3 separate regions of the Sus scrofa genome follow, and regions 1 and 3 are each linked to region 2. Evidence: chromatin contacts called from public HiChIP or PLAC-seq data. All regions are on one chromosome and are shown on one strand. The core of a region is the stretch at or near the end of the contact, and the rest is flanking DNA. Distances in the headings are between cores, read along the strand shown. Region 1 holds the start of PQLC2 (PQ loop repeat containing 2). Region 2 holds the start of MINOS1 (MICOS complex subunit MIC10). Region 3 overlaps CAPZB (capping actin protein of muscle Z-line beta subunit).

What was found. HiChIP or PLAC-seq counts read pairs in DNA pulled down with a chosen protein or histone mark.
Region 1: a contact with region 2 is called in an H3K27ac HiChIP or PLAC-seq map of alveolar macrophages. The contact joins the promoter of PQLC2 here to the promoter of MINOS1 in region 2. A contact is called at or near these places in 2 of 5 promoter capture datasets (fetal liver and skeletal muscle) and 2 of 2 datasets of contacts at active chromatin or transcription factors (alveolar macrophages and skeletal muscle).
Region 3: an H3K27ac HiChIP or PLAC-seq map of skeletal muscle shows a contact between it and region 2. The contact joins the enhancer-like site here to the promoter of MINOS1 in region 2. A contact is called at or near these places in 1 of 5 promoter capture datasets (liver), 3 of 47 Hi-C or Micro-C datasets (alveolar macrophages, fetal skeletal muscle and liver) and 2 of 2 datasets of contacts at active chromatin or transcription factors (alveolar macrophages and skeletal muscle).

The regions. Positions count from the first base shown.
Region 1 is chr6:77,760,600-77,763,299 of Sscrofa11.1, forward strand. PQLC2 (PQ loop repeat containing 2) reads left to right here and starts at 1,262. Exons shown (of 9, transcript NM_001243851.1): 1 at 1,262-1,309. AKR7A2 (aldo-keto reductase family 7 member A2) reads right to left here and starts at 1,010. Exons shown (of 7, transcript NM_001243822.1): 1 at 677-1,010. The coding sequence starts at 1,004.
Region 2 is chr6:78,010,125-78,012,868 of Sscrofa11.1, forward strand. It overlaps MINOS1 (MICOS complex subunit MIC10), which reads left to right and starts at 1,362. Exons shown (of 4, transcript XM_005656034.2): 1 at 1,362-1,581. The coding sequence starts at 1,518.
Region 3 is chr6:77,846,162-77,848,861 of Sscrofa11.1, forward strand. The region is part of intron 2 of CAPZB (capping actin protein of muscle Z-line beta subunit); the gene reads right to left. Among named protein-coding and RNA genes, the nearest start is that of CAPZB, 65 kb to the right of the region's middle. Within about 2 kb of position 1,355, at least 7 of the 83 cell types and tissues checked have an H3K27ac peak or open chromatin away from gene starts, as enhancers often do. A contact at or near this core is called in skeletal muscle, where this site is marked.

The DNA of each region.
Region 1 (2,700 bases), core at 12-2,511, 250 kb before region 2:
GCTATAGGAGTGGTTACCCACTCCCTCCCCACTCCCTACGTTTTACCCCGACATCCCTGCTCCCCCAATCCAGCCTAGGGCAGGACTGCAGCTCTCCCTGAGAGGGCCAAGGAGAACTGTCAACTGAACCGAGCAAAGTCTAGGAACAGATCAAAGACTGGGAGAAGAAAAGTTGCTCGGGGAGCGCCTAGGCGGGGAAAGAAGGGCAGGAGAGGCTAAGAAGAGCGCTTAGACACAGGTTATAGGCACCTGGCAGGGCTGGAGGTGAGTATGGAATAGTTCTGGAGACGAGGGCGGCAGAAAGGTGCACAAAGAAAGCAGCGCGGGTAGGAAGCGAAGAACTTGATCAGGTTGAGGGTAACACACCTGGGGGTTACAGAGGTGCAGCCTCCAGGGGAAGGTGAAGAGAAGGGGAAGGTGGTCAGGACAAAGCGCTGCTCAGCTATCCAAGCCTGGATGTGCAGGGGGCTTGCGGAGCGGTGGGTGGGGGGGGGTGTCACAGAGCTGTTGGGTGGCCAAGGGAGGTCGGCGCCCCGGAAGCGGGGACGAAAACTGCCGGTCCTGACCACGGCCCGTGAGCTTACTGGGGTTGGGTTAGCGTCCTGCTGTTGCAGGGTCTGAATTGCAGGGTTCAGTGGGGAGGACCAGGGGTGGGGGCGCAGGCGCCAGGAGTTACCTCTGCAGTCGCCGCCGCCCAGCCCGAGCCCCAGGCCGCCCAGGATGCTCTCGGACTGGCCGTCGCTGTACATGAAGGCAGTGTCCAGCTCAGTGTAGCCGCGCTGCAGGAAGGCACGCACGGCCGCGGCGCTGGCGGGCGCGTCCATGCGGCGCCCCATCTCCATGGTGCCCAGAACTGTGGCGGGTCGGGCTGGGGAGCCCGAGGTGGCCCGCAGGGGCCGGGACATGACGGCTGCGCTAGCGGCGGGGCGAGCCTCGGATTGTCTGGGGCGACGCGAGCTGCGGACGGCAGCACGAGCCACGGCTCGAGACACGGCGTTCAGCATGAGATCGGCGCCTGCGCGCTGGGGTGCCTCGAGCCCCGCCTACCCACGGCGGGGGAGGAGCCCCGGGAGCCTTAAGGGAGCAAGGACAAGCGCCGCTGCGCCCCCCCACGCACGCTCGGCTAGCGCGCCACTCCTCCAGGGACCGTCCACAAAGTGCGCGGCTCCAGAGGCGGAGCCGCTCAGCTCCCAGGCGGGGAGGCGGGAGGAGGGAGGCGGGGGCCGGCGCGGGGCGGCGCTTCTGGTCAGCCGACCCAGGCAGGAGAGGCAGAACCCAGGAGCCGGGCGGCGGGGAGGATCTAGACGCGGTAAGCCGAATTTGAGGCTGGGGCCGTGGGTCAGAACTCCGGGCCTTCCCTGCCACATCTTTCTAACACCCTCTTCCGGCCCCTGGACGGTTCTGGGGTCCCCGTTCCCCCTTTGGGGCGCAAGATTCTGGAGCGAGGCTCTGGGCGAGATTGGGAGGCCCTGGGCGGCCCAGGTCCCCCTCTCAGGGGCGACCAGCATAACCTCTGGGACCGACCTGGCCAGGGGTGGGGTATGGGTTCCCTTTTCACTTCCTAATCCCGGCCGACGGGCCCCTTCGCTCCTGATGGCTTTGTTTTCCCCAGGGCATGCCGGAGGAGGGGGCCTCGCGGCAAATGAGCGCTGACCACAGCGGCTGCCCTGTCATTATCCCCGCCAAACAGGTGGCCCGTGCTGGGCTGAGTCACTAGGAGGGTGTTGTGACCGAGCACCTGGAGGGCTGGAGTGGGTGGTAGCTCCAAACCGGGACGATTGTCCCCTCCCACTCCACGCCTAGGATAGGTCTCCAAACGTGTGCGTGGCGAGTCCACCGTTTGGAAGTGTGCGGACGGGTGCATTCTTATCTATTCAGTGTTTATTGAAGCCTGCGGTTTGCCAGGGGGCGGGGGGGAGGGGGAGGAAGAGCTCCGGCCAGAACAGAATAAAAGCCATCCCAGGTTATCCCACTGAGTGCTTGACCTGTGCTCAGGCACCCTTCTCATCGCTCGGCCTGGATTATCTAAACTCTGCGGTTAACCTGCCTCATTGCCCCCTTTTTACGGATTGAGAGTCTGTGGCTCAGTCACCAGCTCAGGAGTTCTAGGAGTAGGCATCCGGCAGGCCAGTTCCAGAGTGCTTTCTTCTTAACCCTAGGCCATCCATGCTCACAGTGGTCCTTCTTGTCTCCCTCCCTCCCTCTCTCCCTCTCTGTTTCTGAGCCTTTCCTGCCTAGCTGATGAGTCTAGGCCCTAAGAAGAAGCTTATGGAACGGAGAGGAGTGAGCAGCGGTGGCTGAGGAATGTGAAGATCATTCTTCAGGTGTGGGAACGAGGGTAGGGGAAGAGGTGACAGGAGCTGTAAGGTGACAGCTCCTGTAAGGCCCCGTCCAAGAGGGCAATTTAGAAATGGGTCTTAATATCTTTTTACCATGCCCTCCAGGGGGAGAGGACATGCCTGGGGGAAGAGGCAGCTGGAACAGAAGTCTGGAGGTCTGGGAATGACTGTCTGAAGATCTGGAGGGAGGAGGCAGGAGACGAGGTGGGGAGGGCAGTTCTGGGAGTACCCTTGGGCTCAGTCTCAAGGAATTTGGACTTACCTGGTAGGTAAAGATGGCTACTCAAGCAGCTTTGGTAGGGAGTATCTGTTGGACTCAGCTTGGAATCTGGAAGAGGAGCTTGGCTATGACAGGAGATGC
Region 2 (2,744 bases), core at 112-2,611:
AAAAAAAAAAAAAAGCTGTTATTGAATTGAGAGTCCAATATATACTAGGCTCTATGCTAGTCATCAGGGATATAGAAATGACATAGCCTCCATTCTCAAGGAGATCACAGTCACATCCAAGAGACACACAAACAACTGCAATACAATCTGATTTATAGCTCAGCTAGGAGTTGGATGAAGGGGGGTGGGGTAAGGGACAAAGTCTTCCTGAAAGAAGAGGCTCTAACACAGCAAGGATTAGTATAGCAGCTCTGCTGTTTAAGATGTCAGGAATAAATGAGTAAGTAAATGAATTCAATTCAGTTTAACAAATATTTCACAGAAGATCCTACTGTCCAAGGCACTGTGCTCTGAACTGGGTATGTGCAGATGAAGAAGGGGCAGCTCAGGCCTTTAGTGACCTCCTCGTTTTACAGGCAGATACAAATATCCATAAAAAGATGTCTCAATACAACATAGAAAATCCTATGGGGTAGTTGAGCACCTCTGACAGTAAGAAGATGGAGGTGAGCTCCCAGCTCTATTAGTGGATGAAGGAGAGGCTCTATGTTCTATTATTACAGGCTTCCTAGAATGAACTCACTGAAGCTTGGATATAACCAGTAGATGAATGGGAGTCACTGACAGCTTCAAATCAGAGGCGTAATATGGTCAAATTTGCATTTGTTGATATGCGGGAGAATGCAAACGGGAAGAGAAAACTACAGTCAAAGATACTAGCAAACAGGCTGCATTATGAATAGGAAGATTTAGGTAGATGCGTGATCTGGAAATAGAATTTGACAATGTTTGCAGTTACTCAGGGAGAGTAATTATAGAGGATTGATGGAACCCAGAGAACTGACACACTCATCAGCTGGCAGAGAAAAAGCAGCCCTGGAAGGACCTCTAAAAAGGCGAGAAGTCAGAGGAGAATTAGCAAAGACTGGTATTCTGGGGGGTCAAAAGAATAAAGAGAAGTCGAAGACAAGCCAGGATGAAGCACGCAAGAACAGCTGTGTCCAAGGCTGTACAGAGGTCAAAACGCGTCCATGTGATTTGGCAATAGATGACATTTGCCAGAGCAATACCTGTGTTAGTGGGGAAGGCGGGAGTTCCACTGCAATAAGTGAGTAAATGACGGCGTAGAAAAAGTCAAGATGAGTAAGTAAATGAATGAATCCAACGCTGTGCCCTCACTTGCCCTGGGAACGTCCAAGGCCAACAATGGGAGCTGGTGTGTTGGAAGGGCCTTCCAGACAAGGGTCTGGATGTCGCCTAGGCAACCTGCTTCGCAACCCTTAGGTAGGCGCGGCTCCAAGGTCAGGGTCACCTCAGGCCTCCCAGCAACCCGTCACCTTGACTACCAACTGAAAAAAAAGCCGGAAAGTACGGAAGCAGTCAGAGCATCTCGCGATATCTGGCCCGCCGGCATCCGCCTTCCGGGCCTGGAAACGGCGGCCGGCTCTCGCGAGATTTGCCTTGGGTCTGAGCGCGGGGCCCGACCGTCCGGAAAGCTGGAGCTGCGGGTGGGGAACATGTCGGATTCAGAGCTCGGCAGGAAGTGGGACCGGTGCTTGGCGGATGCGGTCGTGAAGATAGGTAAGGGGTTCCTCGTCTCCGGTAGCCAAGCAGCCGGCCAAAGGCTCCGCTGACCCGGAGGGTGGAGGGGAAACCCCAAGAGAGGTCAGGCCGTCCGGCCTATTCTAGCCCCTCAGGTCAGGGCGAGCTGCCCAAGCCCGGGCGGGAGGTCACTCGGGCGGCGGGGGACGCGAGCCCGAGGAGCCTGGGCCGCCGCCCGAAGCGGGAGGGTTGGGGTTGCAGTCCCGAGGGAGTGGGGGTCAGATTGGCAGGTGGCAGGAGAATTGCGGAGCACTGCGAGTTAAGACGGTATGTGGGACACAACCTTGAGCCAGTGGCTGGAAATTCTCCTCCCTGGTGTCACATCTCTCGCACCGGGCGTGCAGCCTGGTCAGGAGGCCACATTCCGGCCCAACTGAATCAAAAGTCGGAAGCATTTTAGAGATACTGCCAAGCCCTAACGTGAGTTGCTGTCATTTCCGATTTATAACCTGATTTATTGGCATCAGAGTAGTTTGGGGCCTGAAATCGGAGACTTAGTGACGGTGATCTGAAATGAGAATTACCTTGAAAGTAAGAGATTGGTCACTTTCCAGTCCTTCGTATGACTCGGGTAGCCTTTTAACACGTGCTCAGTGACGACACAAATTATGAAGTCATTGCATGGAGGGCAGGAGGAAAGAAGGAAAGAAACTCATTTGCTAAGTGCCAGACTGTGCTGGGTGTGCAGCTTAACTCATTATACAGGTCGTGAAAGTGAGAGTCAGCTGAAGGGCTTTGCCCAGGGACTAATCAATGGCAAAGTTGGGAATTTAACCCAGGCTTCCTGGCTTCAAATTCCATGCTCTTTCTTAGATACTGATTTTTATTATTTAAATTTGATATTCTTGTATGGAAATCCTAAGAGTATTTAAGAGAATTTGGAGTTCCTGTCGTGGCTCAGTGGTTAACGAACCTGACTAGTATTTATGAGGACCCCTGTTCGATCCCTGGCCTTGCTCAGTGGGTTAAGGATTCGGCATTGCCTGAGCTGTGATGTAGGTCACAGAGGCTGCTCGGTTCCTGCGTTGCTGTGGCTGTGGTGTAGGCTCGCAGCTACAGCTCCAATTGGACCCCTAGCCTGAGAACTTCCATATGCTACAGGTGTGAGTCTAAAAAGACAAAAAGGGGGGGTATTTAAGAGA
Region 3 (2,700 bases), core at 105-2,604, 160 kb before region 2:
TGGAAGCCCCATTTCCTCTTTCTAAGCAATCATGTCATTTCTAATTTAGAAGAGCTGCCCAGCTGCCACCTTGACATAAATCACCATTAGGTGGCGGAGTCCTCGCTTCAACAACACGCTGGGGTCGCAAAAGGCCACCTCCCTCTGGAGAGGAGCCCTGGGTGGGGAACAGAGGGCCGCCAGCACCTCGAGTCCCGGGTCCACTGTCTCACTCCGCCTGGCTCTAGCCACTGCAGCTGCAGTCCATTCAAAGAGCAAAACGCCTGCATGAAAAGGCTCACCACAACTTTCCAAGGAATGGAGTTCATTAAAATCCTGCCGGAGGCCCTTGGCTGAAATGCTTTTTCCCCTTGTAAAACGGGAACTGCAGCACCGTCTCCTATAGGAAAGCTCGGGATAAGCTCAGAAACATCAGTACGACAGACCGTGCAGGGATCCCTGCATAATTACCGATTATTCCATCCATTCCTCTAGGCCGGCTCAAGACACCCTTCGGCCTAGGGCCCCAAAACCAACCCAAGAGTGGAGGCCGAGGGTCCCCACCTCTAACAGAAACCCACAGGGAACTGGCCCAGGTCCCAGCGAACCAATGGGGTCCAGCACAGGCACCCCCGCGCCAGGCGGGGCAACAGAGCCCCCTGCCCTCAGCTCCAGAGGGCTGTCAGCAGGGAAACTAGATGCTGTGAGGAGGCCCCATCCCAAACCCAGCTGAGCATCTCCAGACAAGGACCCAGAGCACCAGCGGGGCGGGGGGGGGGGGCTCCTTCCCGGGGCAGCAGCTTGACTTAAGGCTGAAGGTGCAGAAAGCATGGTTTTTATGTTAAAACATCTTGCATGTGGGCACGCTGTGAAGTGCAAGGCAACATTCTGCAAAGACAAAACATAAAATTTCCACTAGAGGCAGGCACTTTTCGCTTTGCTCTCAAAACTCCAAAGATACGTATTTGCTCTCCTCAGGAATACTTTGGGAAAAGAATCTGAGAAACACTAAGAGGCCGGGTGAAGGGCGGCCAGCAAGGAGGCAGGAGACAGCTAAACCGCCACTTCGACTCAAAAGTAAAGACAAATAACCAGGCCTGCTGTGATCTGGAAGAGAACAACAGTGTGCAGAGCTGGCACGGCCGAGCCTTCGTCTTCCTTGCCTGAGCTCCCCACTGAGCCCCAGCTCTGTGGAGTGAGGCCTCCGCTGTGCACCCCGGCATGGCCCCCAGGACGGTGTCTGGCACACAGCAAGGGTAAACACTCAGAGGAAGAGTAACTCAGGTTTGCCAGTCTCGACAGTTGTCCTCAGAGCTGATGATGGTCTAGACCAAAGGGCTGAGAGAATCCAGCCCGGTCACTCTGGACACGGACCAAGCTGCAGGGTCCCTGCATTTGCTTCCCGCAGGAGCCAAGGCTGCCTCCTCCCGGGCTGAGCGCTGGAGGTGCTCAGTAAATGCTGACGGAATCCACCAGCTTTTCACCTCCTCAGGCTAACGTCTCTTTAGAAAGAAGACACTGTAAAATTGTCTCTGAAATAAAGGAGGAAAACATGCTGGTCCGAGACGGTTTTAAATGGTGATGATAAAGGGAAAACAAGGCATGGTCCCTCCTGAACACAGACGAAGCAGATCGTTTCTGGCGATAAGGTCCCCAAGGACAGTGGCGACGTCTGGGTTCCAGGGCCAGCACACCTCATCCCCTGGGGACAGGCGTGAGTGTGATGCTTTACTCCACACAGCTATCCCCAGGGAAAGCACTGCCAGATTTCAGGGGTGCAACTATCGGAGACTGAAAACTCCCGATGCTTAGCAGAAATGACTGTCAAAACATTAGCCTTTATCTCAACCACGAAGGCGTGTGAGCTTGGCTCCACCAGCCACGTCACGGAGAGCAAGGCCTTGGCCTCGCAAGCCGGAGGTCTCCACGCGCTGGTTCAGGGCCCCAGCCAAGGAGCCTGTGCTCTCCAGCCTTCTCATCGGTCCGCGGCAACCTCCCTGCAGACCTCGCACTACCTACAGGTGGACAATTTCTGCCAGCTGTTCAAAGTATAGGTACTGCTGAGGCTGGCCCTTTCTATTTCTGGAGGGCAACGCTGGCTGCTAAAAAGAAATATGCTGAAATGAAAACCGATCAGGTTCTCAACTCCCTGGTCAGAGGGCCTCGGGATGGGTCTTCCACCGCTAACTCACAGGCCGGGTGCCACAGCCTGGTGTGCTCCCAGCTCTGAAGCCTCCCCCTCGCTTGAGTAAAGTTGGGGACACCCACCGAGTCTGACCTCAGGGTGACTCTAAGCAAAGGAAGGAGAAGAAATTTAAAGATGAAGTGATCGATGTTTGCAAGTGAAGTTTTTTCGGCCTGGTTAAACGGATTTAGGGCTATTTTTGGTTTGTTCTTAAAAAGGCAAAGGACGGATGGCCTGCTGGGTGCCAATCTGCAGAAACAAACTCCTTCCTCAGCTCAGGGCTCAAAATACACCTCAGCTGAGACGTTTCAGCTCTTGCTGCCAGTGTGTAGAGTAAAGCCATAGAAGGTCAATGTTTAGAAGCCAAGGGAGCATCTTAACATCACATGATTCTTGGCCCACATGGACCTGCAGGTATTTCTGAAACAGCTTAACAACGGATTTCAGCTGGCTTCACTCCAGTACAATGGGATTAATATGTAATAAAATGATGTCCTGGCCATCCGCAAAGGCAGATCATTCCCCGCCAATCAGAG